2 separate regions of the Mus musculus genome follow, and region 2 is linked to region 1. Evidence: chromatin contacts called from public HiChIP or PLAC-seq data. All regions are on one chromosome and are shown on one strand. The core of a region is the stretch at or near the end of the contact, and the rest is flanking DNA. Distances in the headings are between cores, read along the strand shown.

What was found. HiChIP or PLAC-seq counts read pairs in DNA pulled down with a chosen protein or histone mark.
Region 2: a contact with region 1 is called in an H3K27ac HiChIP or PLAC-seq map of embryonic stem cells, with 8 times the contacts expected there. The contact joins two enhancer-like sites. A contact is called at or near these places in 1 of 484 Hi-C or Micro-C datasets (embryonic stem cells) and 2 of 115 datasets of contacts at active chromatin or transcription factors (both in embryonic stem cells).

Annotation. Positions count from the first base shown.
Region 1 is chr17:88,343,651-88,350,256 of GRCm38.p6, reverse strand. Gm31615 (a long non-coding RNA gene) reads left to right here. Exons shown (of 7, transcript XR_877113.1): 2 at 6,263-6,325. Among named protein-coding and RNA genes, the nearest start is that of 1700116H05Rik, 39 kb to the right of the region's middle. Within about 2 kb of position 3,141, at least 11 of the 459 cell types and tissues checked have an H3K27ac peak or open chromatin away from gene starts, as enhancers often do. A contact at or near this core is called in embryonic stem cells, where this site is marked.
Region 2 is chr17:90,841,024-90,847,629 of GRCm38.p6, reverse strand. The region is part of intron 5 of Nrxn1 (neurexin I); the gene reads left to right. Among named protein-coding and RNA genes, the nearest start is that of 4930480K15Rik, 17 kb to the left of the region's middle. Within about 2 kb of position 3,514, at least 31 of the 459 cell types and tissues checked have an H3K27ac peak or open chromatin away from gene starts, as enhancers often do. A contact at or near this core is called in embryonic stem cells, where this site is marked.

The DNA of each region.
Region 1 (6,606 bases), core at 1,892-4,391:
CCCTGAGGCACAGTGGTGCCAGGCTATCCCTGATGTAACTGGGCTCCAGCTTCCCAATGTGTGACAAAAAAAAAAAATTCCCATCATATTCCATTACTATTACTGAATATTTCTAGTTCACCTGCATCAACTTAAATCACAAAGAGAAAGGCTCTCTACAGAGCAATGCTGGATTGTGAGCAGTCGGGGAGCATTGCACACGAAACAAGCGGGGCAGAAACCATGGAAACTGTCACAGGGGGCAGGGTAAAGGGAAACGAGGCGATGTGAGGAGTGCTGTGTATGTCATTTTGAAATGATCATCCTTGGCCACAAGAATTAATAAGCAAGATGGTGCCAGCCTAGGCTGAACAAAGACTTACTGGACAGCTGTCCTTGTATAAGCAATTTTTGTGCAAAATATAGTCAGGCAACCTTTTGTGATAGATCTTACTGTCAGCATACTTTCATGAAATTCCCCCTTCATAATCTATCAGGTATATTTGCTTTTCGTTAGGGCTTGATACAGCGAGCTCCGTGTGTGTGTGTGTGTGTGTGTTGGGGGGGAGGTATAGGATGTGTGTGCATGTATGTCTGAAGACATGCATATACTACAGCACACTATAGGGGACACGGGACAGTTTCCAGTGTCAGTCCGAGCTAGCATCTTATGTGAGGCAGAGTCTGTCTGACGTTTGCCACTGTGCTGTGCACCTACACAAAGCTGACTGGTCCAGGAGCTTCTGGTTCGCCTGCCTTTGCCTCAAATCCCTCAGAGGGAGTACTTTGGTTACAGATGGTGGCTAGTGGTTTTACATGGGACCTGAAGACTTCAACTTGGGTCCTCATGCTTGTAACAGCAAGCGTCATGCCCACTGAGCCAGTTCCCCACCCTGCCCATACTGATTCTGACAACTTCCACATATGAAGCAAACATATTTCCTAATACAGCTCTCTCAGTTCTGTTAAGGTTTTACAAAGATTTTCTTTTAGATTTCCTATCATCATAGTAGGTCTACTTTTTATGAGTCATATATCTGCCCTGGATAGATGACTCAGTGAATGAGAGTCTTTTTATGCCAGCAAGAGTCTGAAACTTAACACACACACACACACACACACACACACACACGCACGCACGGCTAAGTACATATGCAATCCCAGCACTATGGGGAGTGGGGATGTCTGGGACTCGCTGGGTCAGATTCAGTGAGAGTCTCTGTTTCAAGGGAACACAAATATCAAGACACAGCAGGACAGCGACGTCTTCTGGCTTCCATGAGTGCACACCTACATACACATATATACCATTCTCACACACAACAGAAGTCATGGGGGGAGGGGTGGGGAAGAGGTAGCTCAGTGGGTAGTCACATTTATGTAAAGAAGGAAGACAGCCTCCTGTGCGCCATGTGCTGAACTAATTCAGTAAGAAAACTTTATACTTCATTACATACATGACCTGGTGGTTTGTCCAGCTGAGGCAAAAGTTGCTGATGGACTCTCTGAATGTTTTTATCACTACCTAAAAGCATATCTATAACCTTACTTGCTTAGCATGTGTGTCCTTATTAAATCCCACTCCATAAAGAAAGGAACACTGCTGTCTCATTCATTATGATAATTGATGCCTGCCACATCACAGGGCATGCAAAATGCTGCATCCATGGAGAAACACAGCTCTCTGAATTCGTCTGAGTGCAGAGACCAAATATGAGAAATGGTAGTTTACCCAGCATCACAGCTCCATTAATTTATGACCTGTTGGAAAAACATGTTTTCCCTTTTTAACAAGTTTCTATTCAAATGTGGAAGAATAGTAATGGAGGTCTCCTGGTGGCTGGCCTGAGGCCCTGTCCCCCCCCATCCCCTGCCCCCTTCACTGTAATACATGAGCAGTTAGCTGGTTGTGAGTCGTTTGCTAATGAAATAATCACTCCCAAGAGTATTAGTTCTTTTTCTCATTGCTCTGGCAACATGCCTATCAGAAAGCCACTTGAGAGATGGTTTTCTTTGGCTTACAGTTGGAAGGGATACGGTCCTCCATGGAACTGGAGGCAACTGGTGTGATCCCTTCCGCTGTCCAGAAGCAGAATAAACAGAAAGGAAGATGGGACTATCAAACCTCAAGGCTCCCTCTAGTGACTCACTTCTTCAGTCTGGCCCCACTTATTAGAGCTTCCACAACCCTCCTTGAACAGCACTCTCAGCTGGGGACTATTGTGCTCAAGCACATGAACCAGTGTCTATGTTGGTATTTCACATTCAAACCTCGGGGGAAGTAACATATCATGCATAGCATGTACTTGTCGGTGCTAAAAGTAACAGTGAATGAAAAGGTTGAACTTGGGAGTAGGGGGATGAAAGTGGGGGGATGGGGATGGGGTATGGGAGTGGAAGGAAGTGGTGGGGGTGGCTCAGCAGCTAGGAGTACTTGCTGCTGGTGCAGAGGACAAAACAACAACAACAACAACAACAACAACAACAACAACCACCTAGACCAAACTGGTAGACTGTCACATGTACCTATAATCCTAGCACCTGGGAGGTTGAGGCAGAAAGATCATGCGCTCGCAGCTAGCTGCACAGCAAGACTGCAAAGGAGTTAAGGGTGAGGGTAGCCACTCATATTCAACATTTCAGAAAAGAGAATGGAAGGAAATTCAAGTGTGATAAGGAAGAGCTAAGCACAGATGTTAAAAAATATATTAAATTCTGTTTTTCCTTTCCCAGCCCCAGCTCCTGGAACAACAACTATGAGACTAGTTAGTCATTATTAAATGCCTAGGCCACAAACTTTGGCTCATCCCTGACTAGCTCTTCATGTTTTTAACCATTTAATCTACTCTATGTTTACCACTTGGTTAGTGACCTCTCCTTCAGTCCCAGCTGCTGCTTCTTCTCCTCAGCGGCTCCCTCTGCGTCTCTCCAGGTTCCTCTCCCTCCTGGTTTTCATCCATCTCTCCTCTGTCTCTGTCTCAATCTTTTCCTCTGTGGGAAATGTGTGACCTTAGAGAACATAAGGCGACCACTGAAAGACCTTGCTAGAATAGCATGCTGGGGACCTTCCGCTAGAAGTTTGTGGAGAACCCTCCCTTCCCAGAATGACCCAGCAAAACAAGCTTTACAAAAGCCCCTGAAAGGCAGGTGCAGATAATGACCTAGAATGTCTCACTTCCCTCTTCTGGGGACGAAGACCTCACCTCACCCAGGGCCATCAATGCTGCCTAGGGAAGGTCATGAAAAGACACTTGCCTCTCTGTAAGGGAGAGTCTAATTACCATTTCTAAAGGGTGGAAAGAGAAGGTCAGCTCAGGCCAACAATGGGCTTAAACCAACTCAAGTTGTTATCAAGGCCTGCCCTTAAACTGTATAAAAAGTGTGTGCTTGGGTTGCCTGTGCCTCAATCGAGGCAGGACAGCCCCTGGCACACCAGATCAATAAACTTCTTGATTATTTCATCAGTCTCCGTTTCTGTGAGTGGGACACCCTGGACATAAGGCTCGTTGGGTCTTACACCTCCATGGCTCTCTTTGAGCTCTTATTATTTCCCAGTCTTCTCTTTCTTTCTGCTAATGTTCCACCTCCTATTCCCTGCCACAGCTCAATGGCCATTGGCATTTTATTGACAGGTGATGCTTCTAAGAGATTCTTTCTATACCCAGAGTGTGGTATTACACTCAGTCTTCACAAGTTTCATTCTACAGATGTCAACACTGAGTACCAGTCGGGTAGGTGGGTTTATCTCAGTGTTTTCCCAGCAACTAGGTTCTGAGACTATGTATATCTCATTCTAAAGTCTGTACCCTTCTACATAGTTTACTAATTACTTGTAATCAAGAACTTGATAAATATAGATTATTATATTGCCTACATCTTTCATTTAATTGGTATCATCAGTCTTAGAACTATTCTAATATTTATAGCAATTAAGAATGTTCTTGCCGCCCTTATAACAAATCCATAATTTTCCTCACAGCTAGCTGCTCTTGGCTAGACCCTGTTGGAAGTTAGAACATGAAGAGCTAAAAGGCAAGATATTTGAAGTTTTCCACCAGAGTTGGCAAGATGGCTTATTGGGTTAAGGTGCCTGCTGCCAGGCCTGAGAGAGAGAACTGACTCCCACAAATTATGCTCTGACCTCCGTGTGGGCACCGAGGCTCATGGATGTGCATACTATTGCTATTTTAAAAGAGAATATTTGCTTACTCATGTATCAATTCTACAACTTCTTCTGGTACCCTTTTGCTGATGGTAGACAGAAAAAAAAGAGGTGCATAAACTCAGAAAGGCCACCGCTTGAAGTGGGACATCACACATCACCAGATAAGCTTGGTCCGAGGTTGCTTATTATCTTGTGTATTGGTTGGTACACCCTCCATTGTCCTTGCTTTGAAACAACTATGTCAAAAACACCTCTCCATTTCTGTAGACTGGGCTGTCTGGCGTGTCTTTTTCAAGGGAGTCTTCTGTGGATCATTAATATGCAAAGCAGATAAGAGATTTAAAAAGAAAAGCTACTGCTGGCTGCAGTGGGAGTCGGTAGGCAGTCAACTTCGGCAGTCAGCTTCGCCCCAGTCTGAGAGACTCCGAGAGGTTGGACCCTCCTTAAGGCCTTCTACAGAATTGATGAGTAAGACGGTCCCTAAGGTCCCCGCCAAGTCTAAAATTACGGAACCAATGACTCTGTTGGGTATATGCTGGTTTTGGTATTGCTGTGGAAACCAGGCATCTCCAACAAGGGGGAAATAGCAGTAACTGCCTTTCTCTGGGAACATCTGGTCTGGAAATGAGAACATCTCAGCTCTGGTCCCTGCTCGGCCACTATTTAAGTCTATTACCTTAGCTGCTGTTTCCCCATCTACGAAACGCTCATAAACCATTCCCTGCCTGCTTTATTTTTAAATGTATCTGTTAGCGAAGTTTTAAATTCCCTTCAACAAAAATTAAACTAGTATACAGTCTTAAAGTCTTGCCTTCGGGGATGTGCGGAGGTTGATTCTTCACTCTGAAGTTGGAGCTATATAGTTACTACCTCTGTTGAAACTGGTGGTAAAACCCAAAGCGTGGCGCACGGGCCCCATGGGTGCCTGGGGACGAGCCAGAGTCCGTTACCAGATGAATCGCTACAGTTCTCATCAGGAGAAAGTGGGAAGTGTCCTTTGGTTAAGACAGGCAAAAACAATCGTGGTTTTCTGGATTTTTGTTTCATTTTTGCAGAGCTGATACTAGTTGGGTTTTTATTTTTATTTTTTGTCAAAATTCTATACGATCCCTATTACCACAAACAAACAGATTTCTACCGTTCAGGCCTGTGACAAATGACAGTTGTTGAACATCTGACAAGATATTCTGTATTTCTAAGACCTGGAGAGAAAGATGAGCAGATAGGTAAGTGGTGAGACAAGGAAAGTGAGGAAGAGGTGGCCAGCGGGCAGCTCTGAGACAGCCTGGGCAAAGCCATTGCACATGGGGACACTTTCAGAGGACACTAGCCGCAGCACTTCATAAGCCATGCTGAGTGAGGAGCTGAGGGGAGCAGACCAAGTCTGAGTGGGCAGGTGTCTCGATTTCAGCTTCAGCCACCCTAGGTATACCACCTAGCAGGGAGACTTCCTCTTCCCACTTTACAACAAAATAACTACTCTGGTGTTTAACAAGGGAAAGGACATGGATGTGAGATTGTAAGAATGGTCAACTTGAGATAAAGATTCCTTTCCTCAGAAAGCTATTCATTTCGAATTTTCAGAAGATATTATGAAACACTAGGAATCAAGGTTATACCTAAGATATTTAATCCCTGGGGGATTTAACTGTCTCTGTGGACCCAACAAAAATAATTCTCGACTCTCTCCTGTTTGTGCTTCATCTCCCCCCTGGATGCCCTGTCACCATACCCAGCACTGTCCATAAATCAGGATCCCATGATTGCCTTGTCCCACTTCGTCTGAGGCTCCCTCTTAACCAAGAGGCCAAGAGAACCCCACAACAGCACTTGGAGTTCTACACGCAGCCCAGATATCTCTCCACTTGGGTAACAGAACTATCAGGATTGGAAAGAATATTACAGATGACCTGGCAATCCATCTGCCCTACAAATAAAGAACTTGATTCCTAAAGAGGAAAATACGTTTCCTCAGGGTTGTGAGAAGGGTAGTTTGACGATGCTGTGGGTACCAGCTCTGTTGCTATGCTGAAGGTAAGAAATGCATTAAGATGTCATTGTTATGTTTTTGCTTTTTACTGTATTAAAATATCATCATTTTGTGTCGATTGATTTCAGACCGAGCTCCTAAAAGTAGCCACGGAGCCTGGGAGAATGTGTCTTTGAATGAAAGGAGATGCCGTAAGTAGGAGATAGAACCTGCTAGTTAGTGTGAAATGGGGGTGGCTGAAGCTGAAATTGAGGCACCCTGTCCTGCCTGTCCCAGATCCCCCTCCACCTCTGCCCCCACCCCTTGCTTGTGAAATGCCGTGTCCTGTGGCTGGCGTCCACCGGAAGCCTTCCATATATGCTCTCGGTTTTACCTGGGTCACGACCTTCAATCACACATCGACTTCTTTAATATCTTCATTTTACAGATGAGCACGTTGGGGAATGCGTGACTGGAGGACATATGGTCAGTG
Region 2 (6,606 bases), core at 2,265-4,764, 2.5 Mb before region 1:
ATTTGAACTCAGAACCTTTGGAAGAGGAGTCAGTGCTTTTAACAGCTGAGCCATCTCTCCAGCCCCCGCCCCCCAAAAAACCCCTTTTATCCCATTTTTCTAAGTAAAATAAATTTAAAATGATAGTTACAAAAAGGCAATTTATCTGACCAAGGATGTTTTTGACAGTTTCTTTAAAGAGGACTTTTAAAAAAATCACAAGAAAAACTGGATTTCACATTTTGCACTGGAAAAGCAAATATTCCCTTTAGATAATCTTTTCTCATCATTTGAAATTGGTATCCTACTCTGAAACTATAAAGATGATCTTCTAACTTTGAAAGCTAATTCTAATCAAAGAAAATTAGCTGGCAGGTGGCTTTCTGAGGCAACTATACCACAAAATAAATGGTTCCTTTTACCTATTGATTGTGGCATGTATTTAGATACTCTTAGAACTAACATTAGATTGTATTCCACTTCCTTGAGTGATCAGTGGGCATCAGCCCAAGAGACTCAGGACACACTGACTGTGAAACTGCAGTATTAAAAACTCAGAAGAAATTTTCTTCTTGGCTTATAAGTATAGTACAGTTAAGACTTGTGGGTGTTTTTATTTTACTTGGGTATCTATTACTCTAAAGTGTTTCTTAGCATATTACTTAATCATGTTCATGTGTGAGTGTGCACACAAAACACTCCACACAGAGTATACATAACATGTACATGGTATGGTACAAGGTAATCTATCAGTTGTTCGTATGCCTGGTTTAGTCACCTGGAAAGGCTAAATGAGTGACACAACATTTAGAAAGTTGTGAATACCCTAATATCAAAGGCCAGAGATTATCTCATACTCTGAAATATATTGAGGTTTCACTTGGAACATTCTTGCTGTTGTACTGATTTTCATACCTATAACGAAACACATGGATGAAAAGCAATTGAGAAGAAATATTTCTTTAGACTCACAGTTTTAAAAGATTTATCCCATGGTTGGTAAGGATCACAAGGTAGATTACCATGGAAACAGGAACAATTAGTAGAGAACCTCCTTCACCTTCTAGCAATTAAAAAGCAGAAAGAGATAAGAGAAAAGGTACCACTTTTGAAGGCATGCTTTTATGGACCTACTTTTTTCTAGTTACAATCCTCTCCCTAATGGTCCCTTTGCCTCCAAAAGAGCAAAAGCAGCCTCAGGCCAACTATTCAACACATGAGTATATAAGTCTTACATCACCATCTATAAATCATGACAATGTTCATGAACTCTTGTCAGTTCCCATTCAAGTATATCATTCAAATTCACTTAAGTCCAGCAGAGAATACATAATTTTTTTAAATTATAGAATGAATTCTTTTATGAAGAAAGTCATCCTCTAAAATACATTTCTAAGCCTTGATATTTTGTATCCATTGTTTCTCTAAATTTGTGTTCAAGTTTTTTTTCCTGTGGAATTGTTCAAAATTGTGACTAATGGTCCAATACAAACCAGAATGTGAGGAAACATATGTTGCACTTGGTGTTGTCAAAATCAGTCATTTTCTGTTTAGCACTGTTTTAAATGGCCCATTACACATTTGGTGTATGGAATCATTTTGGGATATTTACTTTGTCTTTGATTCTAAGGATATAAAGGTCACAGGCTATGAAGTTTTCTTAGCATAGTACTAGTGAGTATACCACAACAGATCAAACTCCCTGTAGCTGTGTGTTTAGAAATAATGAATCCTATTCCAGTAGGACAGAAACACTAGAACTGAATTGGAGAAGGTTTATTTGGAAAAGGAAACTTTTAAATATGAGTGTTTCATGGATTCTGGGAAGTTGGCCTGTGGTCCTTAAGCTTGCATGCCATACTGACTAAGCCATGTCCCCAGGCCAGCTCCTTACTTTATTGACAGCAACTCCCTCAACAGAACTGGAAGAGTTTTGCTCTACGTAATTATCTCTTGTGTAAAACTCAATTAACAGTCACAGTTTTGTGTGCTATCTGCAGTGTTCTAAGTGTGAGAGCTTGGGAAATCTCAAGAGCGTGTGTTAGTAGAGTGACAACTCAACATTTGCTTAAGAATTATAATGCAGTCTTCCTTCTCCACTGATAACAGCAAACACCGGAGTGAAAGGAAATCTCAGCAGAACCAAATTCATCAGTCAACTGAGAAAGAAATCTAACGGAAAAAATATAAATTTATCTCAGGCAAAGAAGTGATTAGAAACACAGAACAAGGCAGATAGGATTGCTAAGATTTGGGTTGTCTCTGGGATTTCATGGGATGAAGGAAGGAAGAGTCTACCCATCAGTATTTGAGAGTCACGTTTGGTGGAGCATGCTGCATCCTAACTCATTACTTGATGCCCTGGACAGGGATTGAAGTTCAGGAAAGAAAACTTTCTTATTACTTATAAAATCAGGCTGTCTAGAACTATAGTGAGGCAATACTGTAACACAAGCTAAACTTTTTATTTAATTTATCCTTTAAACCAAGGCATGCAGTAGAAGTCTTGAGGAGGCAAGACTTTTGCAGTTATGAATTTTTCTTTTAATAGCGAAGACGACACAAGAGGACAAGTAACTAATAGGGAATGACTTAGCAAATTCATGCTTGTTTCTAATAACTTAGACATTTCATTGGTGATTAGAGGGTGGAGAGGAAAGAACCATGTGTACAATATTTTCATCTAACAAGATTTCTCAAATGGTAAGGGCTATTTATGGATGAGAAGCTAGTAGTATATCTAAATTATCCAGACATGTCCAGGAAGAACTAGGGCACAAGATACCAAGTCTCTTTCTCAGTTTAGAATTCCTCATTTTCAAGCCAAAATTCTGAGAAAGATATTTCATGAAATGTATATTAAATATTTACTGTATCCAGTTGTTTGTACATGAGTTCTAAGTAATTTTTGGTTCCTAATTTTTATATAATGCATACAATAATTTACTAGTGCTTATGTGAACATTATTTTCTAAGACAAACTGTCAAAAGAAATCCATGATCAGCTAAATTAAGCTTGAAAATATTCTAATGCACGTTTTAAAATTGTGCCCCGCAAGTACAAATACTGTTTCCTGCTCCTTCAGAAATTATCAGTTGCACTGCATGCTTACCATGTTCAAATGCATTAAGGTGTATTTAAAGTAGCTCTGACTCTATGACTTGAGTTTTCAATTGAATTGTTTCAAGTATTTGGTCCTTCTTAACTCTGTATGTTTTTTGTCTTTGAAAGAATGCTTCCTCAGTGAGGTGATGGAGCTTTCTCTTGTTTGCTTTTGTTGCGGTGGTGGTGGTGGCTGTTGCTTTGCTTCTGGATTTACATTGCCTCAAGAGTGGCTGTATCTTGCTACTACTCTCAGTTATTTGGAACCTTGTGGTATTTAAATACAGTTTGTTAAACAGGGAAACATGGGCTAATAGGAAGGTTGACTCTGCAGTGCAGTGCAGAGCTTGATGGAGTTGGTAGCCTAGAAAATGAGAAGGGCCATTGGCACTGGACCTGTTTGTTCTCAGTGGGGGTTCTGCCCCAGTCTTTGTGTTGCTTATGGGTGAGTGAAAAGACATTTGTGTTGATTAAAGTGTGACTCCAGCTGTGTGACCCAGCTCAGGGCCCTGGAAACTTTGTCCTTTCCTTCTGCCAAAGCACCTCCCTTTAGAACAAATGGCCTGGAAATCCTCCCTTCATTGCTATCGCCATCCCCTATTCTGTCCCACCTGGATTTTGAGGTCAAAAACCAGGCCAATTTCTGTGGTGAGCTCATCCCCCTGAGCAAAGGTGAAGGGATTTGCACTGAGAGCTGCTGAGAACACAGGATTAGCCTGGGAGCTCACAGGCTTAGCTAGTACACGGCACCAATGTTTCAGATTCAGCTCTTATTGATTCTCTGTTATGAAACATTCTAGAAAAAGAGATAGAAATTGGTTGTGTGGTGCAGGTCATTTATTTTGGTCCTTTTACCTGGCAGCTTTTTTTTTTCTATTCCCCACCCCCTCTGGCAAAGCAACAGAAATAAAGGTTTGCTTGTGAAAACCTTTCACTTGCTATACTTTTCTTTAAAAGTGTAAGACCCAAAGATCCTTACATCAGGGATGTCCCACTCACAGAAACACAGAGACAATAAGCAAGAGGTTTATCCAGAATCTCCTAAGCACACACTTTTTATACAGTTTTAGGGTAGGCCTTGATAACAACATGAGTTGGTTTAAGCCCATTGTTGGCCCTAGCTGACCTTTTCATTCCTCACTTTAGAAATGGCAATTAGACTCTCCTTTACATGACCTTCCCTAAGCAGCATTGATGGCCCAGGGTGAGGTGAGGTCTTAGTCTTCAGAAGAGGGAACTGAAATGTTTTTTTGGTGGTTATCTGCACCTGCCTTTCTGTTGGGGCTTTCTTGTAAAGCTTGTTTTGCTGGGTCATTCTTGGAAGGGAGTGTTCACCACAACCTTCTAGCATAAAGTTGCTAGTTCCAGCATGCTATTCTAGCAAGGTCTTTCAGCTGTCATCTTATGTTCTCTAAGGTCACACATTCCCACAGAATTACCTTTGGAAAATAATGAAAAATTCCCAGGGTTGTTCAAGGAGAAAATAGAACACAAGATCTGAAGAAAGATCTTTGGACAGAAGCTAGCATGTTGAGTAAACTGAAGGGAAGGTGAGTTTATGCACAGCAGAGGCAGATTTCAAGCCTGGTGCTCTCAATATGGAGATGACGTCTCTGAGCTGAGGGTTTCAAATTACTAAAATGTAGAAACAAGAAATATTGCCATGGTTAAGGAAAATTAAGTCGGTGAAGATCCTAGATCTAATAGCATCTCTCTCAGAACACACCAGAATATGAAGGGAAAATTTTGTCCTCATATCATCAAGTAATTTTCTTGCTTTTTACTTGGCAATGTGGAGACAGAGCTCTTCCTTTTGTTGTTTCTAGGACACTTTGTTTAGAATGCTCATTCTGTGCCACATGGAGTATCGAAGGTCCTGCTCACCCAACACAGTATTTCCAGTTTATTGACTTTGTCATGTGTTTACAGCATTTTATCTGAGATCTGAAATTTAACTAATGAGAGAAAATATTCCAGAGAAATAATATAACTGAGACAACCATATTTCTACCTGTTGCCTTAGTCAGGTTTTAAAAGTTCAGTAACTCCAGCAAATAGGAGCATTTTTCGTGTGAGGTCTTGCTTGCATCAAGCCTCTTACAACCCTGAAGTCCTTGTGTCTTTGTGAAGACCCAAAATTTTTTGGGGAAATCCAAGCTTGTTTTTATTTCACCATGCTACTGATCTTTTTTTAACTTAATATTTTAGATATTATATATCTGTATATACATATTTGAAAGATAATGGTATATGTGGCAAGCAGAGAAAGTCCTGAGTGAATGAAATCATGAGTTAATGCATAGTATTGACATTGAAAATGCCATGTCAAGGAGGTCATAGTCCCAGACAAAGCCTTCCTTGGAAGCCTGAGTATGAGTATTGACAATGTGCACAGAAAACGTCCACCCTGTCTTTCTCTCCCCCAGAAGTTTAGGGCATGAAGCCTGATCCCATACCGAGACTGCTCCTATTGAGTTTAGTTTAATATCTTTCTTTGATCATGTTTCATACAATAAACCCTATTTCCTTGTTTATCTGTATGTAACAACCAGATTTTCTTGTTCAGTTTTATATAGAAACCTCATCTCTTTGTTCCACCCTATATAATAAACCCACTGAGCATCTAGGTGCTGTGGTTGGTCTATCAGAGATTTCTGTACACAAAATCCCAGCTTATCTGTATGTCCTTGGGTCTGTCTGTCATTCTTCATTCACTTGCTGCCCTCAGTCAGGACCAAGTCTTTATCTAAGGTTAATCATGTACATAAGCAAATGTCTATCTAATCTTTATTCTAGGACAATGGTAGGTATATTATCTGATGTATACTTCTTTATTATCCATAGCTGATCCTAGATAACATGGAAAGTATTGTAAACTTTGCAGTATACCCCATTTTGTGCCCTGGTGGAAACTGCCCTAGAACTCTACACATTTTAGGTTGAATTTATTTTTACCTATTAAAAAAAAAAAAAATATATATATATATATATATATATATATATATATATATGTATGTATATATATGTGTGTGTGTGTGTGTGTGTGTGTGTGTGTGTGTGTGTGTGTCATCAAGGAACAGCGTTCTGATTCATGCTCTATACCTATGATTGGGGAAAAATTATCCTGTGACCTTAGGACTCAGACCTGCCAGTGATTTTTTTCTGCTTTGTGTCCATGTGCTAGATAGTTTTGAGAGATATTTTGAAATCCACTCCTTGTCCTCAGTGTTGGATTCTAACATAGCAGTCAGTGGGTATCTGACTTTGTTGAATTGATGTTTGGTTTCTTCTTGTATATGTCCACCTCCGTGCATATGATTGATGAGAGCAGGAGACCTCTGTTTAATGTGCTTTATCTCTAGTACTTAGGTGAGTCATGGTGAATGTACCAGTTGGAGGGGGCAGTTAGTGCTTAATTTGGTTTGCTTTTGTTGTTTTGTCAGCTTCAAACAAGCAAGTATTATCTGAGATGAGGCAACTTCAATTAAAAAAAAAGCCTCTATCTTATTAACCAATGAGCAAGT